3 separate regions of the Nothobranchius furzeri genome follow, and regions 2 and 3 are each linked to region 1. A link is a contact called in public Micro-C data. All regions are on one chromosome and are shown on one strand. Each heading gives the region's core, a stretch centred on a gene start, on an enhancer-like site or on the middle of the called end of the contact. The rest is flanking DNA. Distances are from core to core; before and after follow the strand shown.

Evidence for each region. A called contact is a pair of places that touch in the nucleus more often than the background predicts.
Region 2: a Micro-C map of tail fin shows a contact between it and region 1, with 4 times the contacts expected there. The contact joins the enhancer-like site here to the promoter of mgat5 in region 1. A contact is called at or near these places in 2 of 2 Hi-C or Micro-C datasets (skeletal muscle and tail fin).
Region 3: a contact with region 1 is called in a Micro-C map of tail fin, with 4 times the contacts expected there. The contact joins the enhancer-like site here to the promoter of mgat5 in region 1. A contact is called at or near these places in 2 of 2 Hi-C or Micro-C datasets (skeletal muscle and tail fin).

The regions. Positions count from the first base shown.
Region 1 is chr14:55,364,007-55,368,240 of NfurGRZ-RIMD1, reverse strand. mgat5 (alpha-1,6-mannosylglycoprotein 6-beta-N-acetylglucosaminyltransferase) reads right to left here and starts at 1,985. Exons shown (of 17, transcript XM_015952524.3): 1 at 1,691-1,985.
Region 2 is chr14:55,449,291-55,453,524 of NfurGRZ-RIMD1, reverse strand. mgat5 (alpha-1,6-mannosylglycoprotein 6-beta-N-acetylglucosaminyltransferase) reads right to left here. Exons shown (of 17, transcript XM_015952524.3): 7 at 4,210-4,234; 8 at 2,744-2,913; 9 at 2,534-2,668. Among protein-coding and RNA genes, the nearest start is that of mgat5, 85 kb to the right of the region's middle. Within about 2 kb of position 2,149, at least 2 of the 3 cell types and tissues checked have an H3K27ac peak or open chromatin away from gene starts, as enhancers often do. A contact at or near this core is called in tail fin, where this site is marked.
Region 3 is chr14:55,428,554-55,432,787 of NfurGRZ-RIMD1, reverse strand. mgat5 (alpha-1,6-mannosylglycoprotein 6-beta-N-acetylglucosaminyltransferase) reads right to left here. Exons shown (of 17, transcript XM_015952524.3): 4 at 827-903. Among protein-coding and RNA genes, the nearest start is that of mgat5, 64 kb to the right of the region's middle. Within about 2 kb of position 2,402, at least 1 of the 3 cell types and tissues checked has an H3K27ac peak or open chromatin away from gene starts, as enhancers often do. A contact at or near this core is called in tail fin, where this site is marked.

The DNA.
Region 1 (4,234 bases), core at 736-3,235:
ATTACACGAGGCTACAGACGGCACAAACCGAACATTACTGACGCCGAGTGCTTCTACAACAAGCTAGAAAGCCAAATTACAACAATTCTGTCAATTTAGTGCAGCCTTCTACCAGGTTGTCCACTAAATAGGTATTAAGCGGGATGAAAGGGACTAATATAATCTTAGTTCACATCAAGTTTGTAGTTCATTTACGATCTGGCGGCTATAGCCTCTACAATTATTGCCCATTTTATTTTTAAACAACCGCATGTTAAAATGTTCATTTAACTCAACACCTTAAACCAAAAGGTCAAAGGTAAACATAAAAATGTATTGCCAATTTTTATAAATAAATAAATAAATATATTAATAGTCTATTTGTAATGAAAATTTGTTCTTTTTAAGTGATATTTCACATAAATCTGGAATTGTTCCAATATAAGCTCAATCACAATGCTAAAAATGTGACTTTTTACATTTTAATTTTGGTCAAGCAGAATACAATCTGACATTTTTCCTGGTCAGTTACCTTTCTATAGCTAATCGATGCTAACAACAACAGAACTTCGTAAATGATTGCTTCCAAATTCATGATTTTCTCTTAGAATAAATGCTTTTCCTTAAATTTTTTAGAAATTAATTGATCTCAGATTTAGATCGGTATCGGCTACTGAAACGTAGAAGTCCCACCCATGTAAAATAAAATTAAAGATATATAACTTCATAACGTGATCATTTAATTGTTCTAACAACATAATTTTCACTTGTGAGCAATATAACATCACATTCTTATGATATACACATGTATCACATCAATATGATTATACTGCATGTACGTGACATCATGATATATCATGAAAATTATAATGTTAGAACAATAAAGATATTAAGTCATTACATGACAAGGTGAAACTTTTTGTTTTGTGCGGGTGGCAGCTCACCTCAGAAGGTGAAAATCGGTAATCGTATTGGTCCTTCAAAAACAGAATCGGTGCATTTACAACTGGAATTTACACAGAATGTTAACTGTTTATAGATTAACTCCTTCACTGTAATTGTATTATATAAAATCTGAGAATGGATTCAAGTTCCACAGTTTGTCAAATGAAACTGTAGCGGAATAAAGAGCTCGGACATGTTTGTGTAGAACCGGGGAAGTGGAGAGCTGTCGGCGAGGAAGAAGGTCGTCAGTCACGGACATGGCGACATGTTAACGACCCTCTCTCCACCTCAATGAAACCCCCGTTTCAAAGACGAGAGCGTTTTGGTTTAGAGGTTATTGTAATAAAAACAAAACAAACTCAAGGCTAACCAGTCAGTTCTCCTTCAACAACCTGTTCCTACACAAATTCTCCTCAGAGACAGCCTGTCCTCTTATATTGTCCCTTCATCACAGCTACTTTCATTAAAAGCTAGCAAGGAGTAACAATGGGACCCTCGGTCGGTCGCGCGCTGCAGCGTCCACATTCAGCTAGCATTAGCTTTCCGGATCCAGAGCTTCACATGTCACGGTCAACTGCCGTCCCTCAACCGCGCTGCTGAGCTCGACCACCGACAAAAACATCTCCGCAATGACAAATCGCCCACTCTCTCTCACAAACACATACACACACACTGCGCCTTCCTCTCAATAGCTGCCTCGTTTTCTGATCCCGCGGAGCCCCAAAACGAGCTCCGTCGCTGTAAAGGTGACATGAACCGGCCTTACCTTAGTTACGGTAGCCCGTCGGTGGTGTTAGGAGGCAGCACAACGACTTCCAACCCGGCGGAGGACCGATCGAAGCGGACCGAAGGTTGAATTCCAGGCAGGCTCGCCACCTTCTGCGCTCGCTCAGCTCTCAGCGAGAGACACGGTTAGGGACCGTGTGCGTGTTATCAACCCTCACGAAAACGTACACCAACACAACGTCGTCGTCATGGTGCTGAAGACAGAGGCGGATCTAACAAGAAATTTTTAGGGTGGTACACCAAATTGGTCCCCATGGTAATTGTGTGAGAGTTTAGCGTGTGACTGCGCAATATGTTGCTCCTTCATTTCTTTTATTAACAACAATGTGTGTGTGTGTGTGTGTGTGTGTGTGTGTGTGTGTGTGTGTGTGTGTGTGTGTGTGTGTGTGTGTGTGTGTGTGTGTGTGTGTGTGTCTGCTGCTCACCATTAAAAAGAAAAGATTATATCTCCAGTTTTTTGTGAATACAGCAGCAGGGGAATTAACCTAGAAAATAAAATTTTAAAATAAATTTTGAAAAAGCATTTCAAATCACTGAAGTGTATTTTTCAGAAACGTTAGTGTTTATCAAATTTGAGTCAATTTTTACACATTGTTTTCTATTTTAAAAAGAATAAAGGAGCAATTCAATGGATTTTGTGTTGCAAAACCTATAACGCATTTAAAATATTGCATGTACAGTTGATAATTGTATCACAACATTGATCTTTTTACTTCTATATATCAGTAGAAACAGTTTTACCGTCACCCAAATAAGCTTTCAACAAATCTAAATTCAATAAATTATCAATCATGATCAAGAATTATCAAAATAAATCAATGCAGATCACACTTTTCTTTTGATTAACCTCTACTCTAGATCTAATAAATATAAATAATAGCATATAGTTACCAGAAACCACTAATTAAATAAATAGTAAAATATGGGTAAAAGAGAACAGGAGACGGGGAGATCCCTAACTGGACACCTTCATTTGGAAACAAAAACCTTGTGTTTACTGCCACCTGCTGGTCGGCACGTGAACACTTCCACAGAATCTGAAGAAGTCAGCTTTTGCTGCCCTATTCCAGTCATGACTGTAATGAATGGTGTGTGTTTTTATGCAGAGACCCTGAATTAATTTAAACATCAGAACCAAGAATCACGATGATAAAGTATTGATTTGTGTTAGTTTAGGTATAAATAGACACAATTGTTAATCAGCATTAACCAATCACGATGAAGCTTTTTAAGACTCCTTTGTGTAATATTTTGCCAACACAGTGGAAAGCTAAACGCTGTTTGTTTACAGAATTAGCCCTCATCCTCCCTTGGAGGTGGCCGTCCCTCTCTCTTGCGTATGAACACACATTTTATTTTTGTATGAGGCAATTTCCAGAAAAACAAACCATGCAACACCTATTCTGAGAAAATATGTTTTATTACAAATAAGGAAAACAGTATACACAGTGGTTTGTGGTATAAATATACAGTTGTTTTTGATGATTTACAGACATATTTTTAGCAGAGTCTTTTTAATCACATAATATATTACATATTATCATTATTGCACGCAGTCATAAAGAACAGGAAAAAATACTTAACATGGAAAAAAATACCACTGACAATAAATGAATAAACACATATTTCACTGTAGAAATGAAAATAAAGTTAAGGTGAGTTTGATTCCCACTAAGGCACTCATGATCAGAGGACCTCTCTTCCATCAGTGTGCACAATACCAAAAAATAAAATAAAGTAAGAGAGTTGGTTCTTTTAGGGGCGCTCAAGATTTACCTTTTATTTTTAAGTTGATTTATCAGATTAAAGCTGCATCGAGTAATGATGACATCTTGTGGTTAAATTTGAGTACTGCAGTCTATGTATAAAAACAAAGGAGCCCACTCCCCTTCCTGTGGCCATGGCTGTTGCTGGTTAGGGCTCAGCGCCGGAAGACTCTATATGATGAAGAGTCATGCGCAGTAAGCTGATAAGTAGATAAATAAATAGCTCTGCGTTAACTCTAGTCTTCTTTATTTGATGTGAGAATAAAAGTAAAATACTGATTCTTAGGGTTAGAAGAAATAACTTCTGGGTCATTCCTTTTACTGGCTAGCATCCTGTCCACAAGTCTGATGCTGATTGCTGGCCAGTGTTGAATTACAAAACACCAGAGCAGTGGTTGTGTTGACGACTTGGCAACCCCATGGGCTCACATGATTGGCTCTGGAACCAGGATGTATAGAGGCAAGGCAGATAGTAAACAAAGGGTGTTTCTCAATGCCAAGTAACCTTGCCTTGATGTCTTGGTCCCGCCCCGGTTGCCTAGGAGATAGGTCATCAGGAAGGCCTGTTCCAATGTTCATGTTCTACTGAGGCGTCTGTTCTCCGTTTGTTAGCCGTTTAGCTAGCTGGGCAAGGATACACGTGAGGTGTCTTGTAGCCTAGCCTTGGTCAAAAATTTCCCAGAATACATCGCAGTATTTTAAAAAGGATGGTGGATCAGAAGCCGGCATCTACTTCGGCGGCAAATTTCAAGTTTAAA
Region 2 (4,234 bases), core at 900-3,399, 85 kb before region 1:
GGAGAGAGACCGTCGTATTCGATGTTTTCTAGATCTACTGAGGATACAGAACCAGCATAATTCACATTCTGCATATTTGTAACTCATGACATGTAGTAACAAAGTTTCCTTCTTTACTGCATCTTTAAACAACACTATTTTAGTATTAGCAGTAGGCTACAGTTTATCTACACAGGCTAGATCTATGTATAGGGAGCCTAAGTCTCCTCCCTTTCCGGTCCGCTCACGGGTCCCTGGAAGAACGTAAAAATTAATGCAAGTCAACGGGGCTAAAAACGCTGTTATCTAATCCACTTTGCCTTACGCCCTGGATCACACATATGTTGTACTACAGTTTAAATGAAAAGTAATGATGGATGTTTAGACCACGCCAGTAACGTACTTTGAGATTTATCAGCTTGTAAAAGTTCGGAATCAGCAAAACTACAAATTAAATATCGGCACGTCGCATATGTGACGTTACCACGTAATCTCCTCTCCCCTAACGTAGCTGCTACTTACCAAACGACCAGATTTATGGTGGTTATTTCCTCCTGTGGGAAGTTTGCTGAACTTGCAGCCATTTTCCCTCCGTTTTTTTCCGTGTCTGGTTCGATGACGTCACTTTTTTGAAGCACATTTGTAGTCCTGGACTTATTTTCACACAAAACCTAAAATCGCACTTTCCCCCGCTTGAAAATAAGCTCATTCTTGGTATCAAAATGCATCTATAAAATTCACGGATATCATATGTGAAATCCACGGCACATAACAAGCAGAATTAGAAAATCGCGTTTTTAGCATCGTTGACTTGCATTCGTTTATTGGTTCTTCCGGGCACCCGTGGTCCGGAAGTAGTTGGGCGTGACTTAGGCTCCCTATAGGATGATTCATATTCTGCCCATTTGTGACCTATGTTGGGTAATGACAAGCAAACATTAGAATTAATCTCGGTGGCAATATTAATCTCAATCTAGATAGAGGAAATTAGAGTATATCGGAGTTATCTGGATCTACAGAGGGTTTAGAGTCAAACTGTGTACACACTTATCCATAACACAACTTACTCTCTGCAGATCTGTGCCTCATGTCGGGTATTGACAATGTAACATACAGTAAAATCACGTTTTCTAGATCTGTTTAGTGGGTCTGTACAGGGCATGGAGAAAAAACTTAGCCAAAACGGACTTTTTATGACTCATGTCAGCTAACGACACACAAACATTAGCTTTATTTTTTTACTGCATCTTTAATCTGCACCTAGTTAGCTTTGGACAAAGTATAAAAAACAGTATATTTAATATTTTTAGACCTATGGGGTTGGGATTGAGGGCACCGAGTCCAAACAACTCGTATTCTGCACATTTGTGACTCATTGGATGATGACATACAAACATTAGCTTAATTCTCTATTGCATATTTAATCAGCAACCAGTTAGCATTAAGCAATTGTATATAAATATTTAAGATCTATTTCCAAGTTTCACTCTCAGATTTATGAGTCAGGAATGTAAAAAGTCAGCAAACTTAAGAAGTTTATGTTAGCTAGAGCTGAAAAAGCACAAATGAGACAAAGTGGCACCAGGGATATTTACTGGTTACTAGACTAATTCACATATTTACTGCAGCTACACTGGCGGCGTTTGATATAAACAAAACCGTGAAACAACAAAGGCTTCAGTGTACTCAATGAAAATCACTCAGAGGAGAGAAATGAAGAACAACGAAGAGCTGCTGTTACACAGAAGGCCAGGAGGCTAGGGCAACAACACAACATATTAATCACAAACCTGACAAACCTCCTCTAAACACAAAAAGCAGCAGCAAGATTTATTCTTTCCTTGAAATCTGGGGTCTTAATATGCAAACAAAGCTAGTGTCTTCTGTTCACAGGCCGTCTCCTGTGATGATAAACCCGAGCCAAAGGCAAAAATGGGATTTTTATAAGGGGTTATGGGCTTCTACGGCCAGGAAACAGCAAAGTAAAAGACGTGATTGCACAGGAGCTGATTAGGTTTTATTTAACGGAAGGAGGATAAGTAGAGGGAAAAAACTGTTTATATTTCACAGAAACACATAAAAAAGGCAAACTGTGCCAACAGTGGGAGTAATAATCCAGAAAAACCACCGCTGCGCCTTACATTTAGCCTGAGGAGGAAGGCATTTCCTCTGGGTGCGGCGCTGGCAGACAGTTTAAGGTGTTGCGTCGCTCTCAAACAAAAGCTGGTGACAAGCTGGAGGAACCAACAGGAATCATTAGTGCCCCTCAGACTCACGGTTCCACCTCTTATCCTGTCAGGAGGGGCGGATGGCTGCTTAAAAAAACTAAACAATAAATCCTCCTCAGTAGCACTCAGAGAGAGAATAGACTCGGTCAGTGACAACGTCCTGAATGGACAGTCCTCAGGCCTTCTGGGAAAACCCGGGTTATGCAGGAACAGAAAAGAGAGCCATTGTCCCGACGAGTGGCAGACGCGCGTCATGTGGAAGGCATGCAGCATGTGAGTGAGGCTGCTGACCCTGAAGCTGATGGCCTGATAAAAGATGCGCTTACTGGTAGTGGACCCAAGAAGGACCAAGAGTCTTCTTAAACTGGGTGAGACCCACGATGTCGATGTAGATGAGCTCCACGATCTTGTCCCCCTGAGTGGGACAGCTGGACTTGTTCCCCATCACCTTCCGCATGATCCTGTGGAGGAAGAGGTGGGAATTATTTGTGTCAAGCAGCTTAACTAGATAAAAACTGAACGTGCTAGCTACTGACTCCTTCAGCTCGGCCAGCGATGCGGAGATGCGGACTTCGTGACCCAGTAGGTACAGCGTGGTGATGAGGTCGCTCCACTGGACCAGCTCCCCCAACGGGCCGCCGCTGAAGGCGTTCTCTGCGATCTTGAAGCCCGACTCCTTGGTGAGCAGGCCCAAGTGGACCAGGATCTGATGGAGGTGGTAAGAAGATGAATAAACTGATACCAAACACTTAAAGGTCTCGTTCACGGAGAAACGGTAATACTCGTGCTTTTATAGACACAATCAGTCAAGCCGAGCTGCACGTGAATGCTGGACACGATCCTTTAATCAGCTGCCATTTCCTGCATTAGCCGCTGAAAGGAAACGGACAATAAAACGATCAGGCCTCAAAAATACAATACTATTCATGGCCCCGCCCACATTGGCTTGTAACCACCCACAGGAAGGACAGAGGGCGTGTTTCAGCTAGTAGATGCTAACCATTAGCATTAGCAACTTCACAGCATGGCAGAATATGATTAGGCTTGTGTTGTTTGTGGAGATAAAGCATCAACGTTAAATTTTTTACCCAAGAAAGAAGAACAAACGGAGGCAGCGGAAGAGTCCTGTAGCTGTTAGCCAATCAGAAGGGAGACGTTTGCATACCATGACAAAGACTCATAACGCTGTTGTTTTCTCACAAAGCCTCTCTTCATACTAGAGCACACACACTTACAACAGATTTATTGAACAGTTTTTCTAAAAATCGGCACCGGTATCAGCCACTGAAAGACCTTTATCGGCCAGTATCTGATTGTAAAAGCAATACTTCTAAAACTGATCTGGATACATTTAAACTTAAATCTCGTGCAAATAGAAGGTGCAAAAAAGAAATTCATGTAAAATTGGCCCTTAAACTGAGTATGGAGTGAAAAATGAGCTTTATTTTTCGTTGTAGGCTGTCTTGTGTTGAAAACGACACTGATGAATAAAACAGAACAATACAGGAACCCGCCCACACAGTGAGGTTCGGGTAGCCAGAGGGGGAACGCAGGATAAAATAAAACCCAGCTTTGTTTGAAGTGACCAATGTTCCTTTTGAGAGTTCGGCTCTGAGCCAGAGAACAGTCATCAAGGATTAATATATGAGGATTAATATCCAAAAGAGATTAACAGCTCACACAAAGAACTGGTGAGGGAGGAAAACATTCTAGAGAGAAAATGCTCTTTGTTTGATTAGAGCTAGTTTTAAAGGACAGATAGTGAAAGTTAGAAGATCCAAAGATAGAAAGAGGACAGTGCTTTGCATCAGCACCAACCCATCACTGATTTATGATGTGAATTTTTCACAGGACCAGTGGAAAAAGAGGAGTACATAATTCAGAGCTGGGAGCAGCCAGCAATGGAAGATCCATGTCAGGACTTCAGGGACAAAGGATGGTCTACAGGTGTGACTTTAACCGGACGCTTTTGGAATGCTGCTTGGGAAAAGAGAACGCTTGCCTTCTTTCTCCGCCGCTTGCTCAGG
Region 3 (4,234 bases), core at 1,153-3,652, 64 kb before region 1:
CTGACCAAAAAACAGCAGGCAAGGAGGCTGAAGTGTCTTGCTTTAAGAACACAATGATAACCCAACTCTTTGATGACAGTGCAAACTCCTAACCCAAACCATCCACTCTACGAAAGAGACACTGAGATTAACTCCTCAGCACTCAATGCATAAAAGCTGATTTTGCCTTCGTTCCACTGAGTTGTATGGGTTGGATCGGTGCGCCGTTTTGTCTGTTTCCATTGTAAAAGCGTCCCATTAAACCGACCTGTACTGGGCCCACTTCAGTTACGAGTCCACAGAACAATGGAACAATATGCTTAGAGCGGAGCTACTAGCATCACACAATACACAGGAAAACACCAGTGCTTGTGACATCAACACCAGAGTGCTGCTGGTGCACCTTACCTCATTGTACACTGATGTGTAGAACACAAGAAAGAAGGCGCAAACGTAAAAATCAAGCATGGTGGGCAGCAATGGCTGTCTAGAGTCCATGGTTTATTGGGTCGTGTTTGTCGTCACTCTAACATGACACCACGGAACGCTTTTAGGTTTAACCGCACCTGCCCAGTGAGAGTACAACTGGTGGTAGAAATGCTAGCCTGAATAGAACGAACCATAGAATAGCATAGGGGGATATCAGGTGAATGAATGAAAAAAATCAAACAACTTGTTTCTGTAGAAAAACGAAAACTGGATCATCCAGAGGTGGACGGTGTAAAAAAGATACTGAACAAACATGTTTTCACTAGTATAGTCTCTCTGTTACCTTAATTTTAGCAAATGAGGCCATTTTCGTATCTCAAAGCACACATTTTTGGGGAAAATAACATCAGTGGCTCACCTTGAGCTTGCTCTCGCAGTGAGGAAAACCATCCAGAGGCGGCAGCTCGCACTTCTCCTGGGCTCCGTTTAGGAGGTCTGTTGGAAAACAGAGAGGAAACAAATCAATGAGGCTGAGTCGGTCAGCTGCAAACTTTTTCACAGTCTTAGTTTTATTTGTTCACACTGGAGAAAAGATGGAGTAGATACAAAGATATCGGGACTCCGGTCTGCTGGGGTAAAAATGAAAGTTTAGAAAGAAAGTGAAGTCACGGGGAGGGTTACAACAAACTGTTCTTACAAGAGTAGAAGTTAGACTGTAGGCATCTTGTTTCCGCAAAGAATAAAAGATGCTTGGAAAGACGCCGATTTGATTTTTGAGCTGAAAGGAGCTCGTATACAAGAGTTACAGCTGGCTAAAACTAGTGACAGAAGACAGATTACTCCTGAAGTCAAGACAGAAAAATGTTTAGTTGGTAATCGATAAACAGAAAGATACACATTAAAAAATAAAACTATTGGAAAATAAAATTCTGATGTAGGCGGTTTAATCAGATGACTAAAGAATAATCAGTTAAATACCTGTTGATTCTTTAGAGTTTGCCAGTGAAAAATATAAACATTGGTCCAATTAACCACAGGACTGATTAATCAAATGACCAACTAATCCAACGCTTGGCCTGGCAGGCGACCAAGCAAGGCCTGCCAGGCTTCTAAAGCACTGGAGGAAACCATAAACATAACAACCAAAAATTTTAAAAAGCACCATTTAGATCATGACTTCTACCAAGACCCTAACAATTGGTAGAAAACACTATTTTGGTTGACCCCTTTCTAACTTGTCAAACTTTCTCCCCATTAGTTGGACATTTGTCTGCTAACGGAAAGAGCAGGTTACTTTTGACAAACACAACCTGCCTACCACTAAAACCAATGGGTTACCCATATAAAACCATTCATAAAGGGACACAGTGATTCAGACCACGGCAATGAGGTAGGAAGGAAGCAAGTTAGGAAAATAGAATCTGGCAGGAACAAACAACTCTGAAAGAACAATGACATGGTTGGCCTAATCAAAGGCTGTTCTCAAAAGAGGGAATCTACTCAACTTTATCCCATTACACTAAATATGTCTCTGATTTGTTGTAAAATACAAAAGATAGGTGGAAAGTAACCATTTAGAAAAATTGAAATGGTCTTTTTTTATTGAAAGTCTAAAAATAAGTACATGCAAGCATTTCAGGCCATTTTTGTTGTGTTTAGGAGGCGCTTGGACTGACAAATGGAGACCGCGATTTACTTTGAGGTCGAGGATGGCCGTCAGCCAGTAGGTTCACCTTTGGCTCGATGATCTCAACTCCACAGCAAAGAAAACCATAAAGAGCACTGCAGGCCAAGTCCACGAGGACAAAAGCATATACATAAAGAACCTTCTTCATTTGACCCATTTACTTAAAACAGCACAGTGAAATTTCTCCCTAGCAACAGGTGACGGTGAAAGTGCCTTTGTTTATTCGTCACGCAGGACTTGTATAACAGCTTTTGCTGTCATCTTCATTCAGAGACGTTACCATCATGACTAACTCTTACTGGCAGAGAGGAGAAACTGTAATACAGTTAGGACTGATAGAAGCAGGCTGCTGTAATGAGTTTTGGAGGAGGGTGTGTGGGATTGTGGAGGAGTTTGTAAGAAGCTAATCAGCTGCTCCAGCTGTGGCCCAGGCTTCGACTGGTGCAGGCAGGGGGCAGGGAAGAAGATCCTTGCTTGTGTTGGCTGCGAATCAGTTTAATGTGGCAAAATGCTGTGGGAATAATGACATATCCCTGTCCTATCATTGAATCGCAGGTAAATAAGGTTCACCCGACACCCCCAGCTCACTTGGTTTAAACTAAGAAGGAATGAGAAACGAGATGATGATGTGATGCAGGAACAGAAACTAGAGCTGTGCTCAGTCTGAGGTGTGCAAAGCTTAAAGAGACACTTTGTAGTTTTTATCATTATTCTTTGGAAATATCTATCGAAATGTTGCTGAAAAAGAATGAAATGATGCCCTGGTGTTGAAAAATATTGGTGGCTTCTTAACATATAACCATAAAAATTGGGTCTAAAATCCACGGCAGCGGGTCTAAGTCTGGGCGACGCTATTTTAGACGCCATGTTTCCTTCTACATGAGCCCATGAGGACAAAACACTTTAACTGATTCGTAACAAATGGTTACAAAACTTTCACCATTCATAAATGTTGTTTTACACATTTACCTCTTCACTTGTTGTCAGCGCTGAAAGGAAGTCTCATGTGCTTTTCATTTTGCTGGATGTTGAACCATCTGACAAAATACTTGTTTCAAACTTGCACTTTATTTTCGACCCTAATGACCATCTGTTGGTAAGGTCTTACTCAAACACAAAAATACTGATTGCTTGCAATGATTCAGGTATGTACTGCCCCCTATTGCCAGGGAAAATACACACTATCCCTTTAAGGTTTGTGTTACCTGCTTACCAAAGATATTATTGTATGCATTGTGCGCCCACGATTTATTGTGATCCATTTAAATTATCGGTAATATCTTGAACCATGAAAGTAACCAACATGAGTTTGGGCAAATAAGAGCGTTATTTGAACTAATTGTGTGTACTTTTCTTTTGTTTGAGTAAAGATAAAATAAATCCTTGGGTATTTAGTCTCGACACCAGTGCTTCCATCAAATCTTCCCTGACTGGACAGCAAGGACCAGTGCAATGCCTTGGTTAATATTCCTTTACTTTTGCTGAGGTTATCTGTCCATCCGCCATCCAATATATGTTGCACCTGGTCTTAAGACAAAAAACCTTCATTTATTGTCAGTTTCTTTTATGTGTTAGTTGTAGGGATGGGTACCTTTGACATTGGAATCGATTCGGTACTAATTCCCGGTACCTACGAATCGATACCGGTACTTAACGGTACCAATTTTAGATACTTTTGAGTGTTTAATATTTTTAATTCTCTTTTATAATTAAATATATATTCTTCTCAATATATAACCATATTTGATAAATATCACGATAAATAACATACAACTGTTTGTATTTTAACATCGTCCTTGTAGTTTTATAAGTTGATAATTAAACAGAAGCAAACATCTTTAATGTGAACTAAATTTACTGTGTATCTTCATTCCTTTTACCGTCCTTTTTCAATTGATTTTTCCTACTGGGAAGTTAGAATTTCCGAGGAGAAAGCGAACGCACCATTAGATGATAACAATGGTGGCAATGGAAGCTAACATATCAAGCTAACGTTATCTTAAACAGTTTATTTAGCTGCCGGAGCAGATTAAAACGATGATGCCTCACACTTAAATCGTTGTCACTGGTTTCATCTTCACCCAATCAGCCGTCGCATTTAGTAAAGTGAAACCAAACTTTAGAGCGCGTTCATGTTCC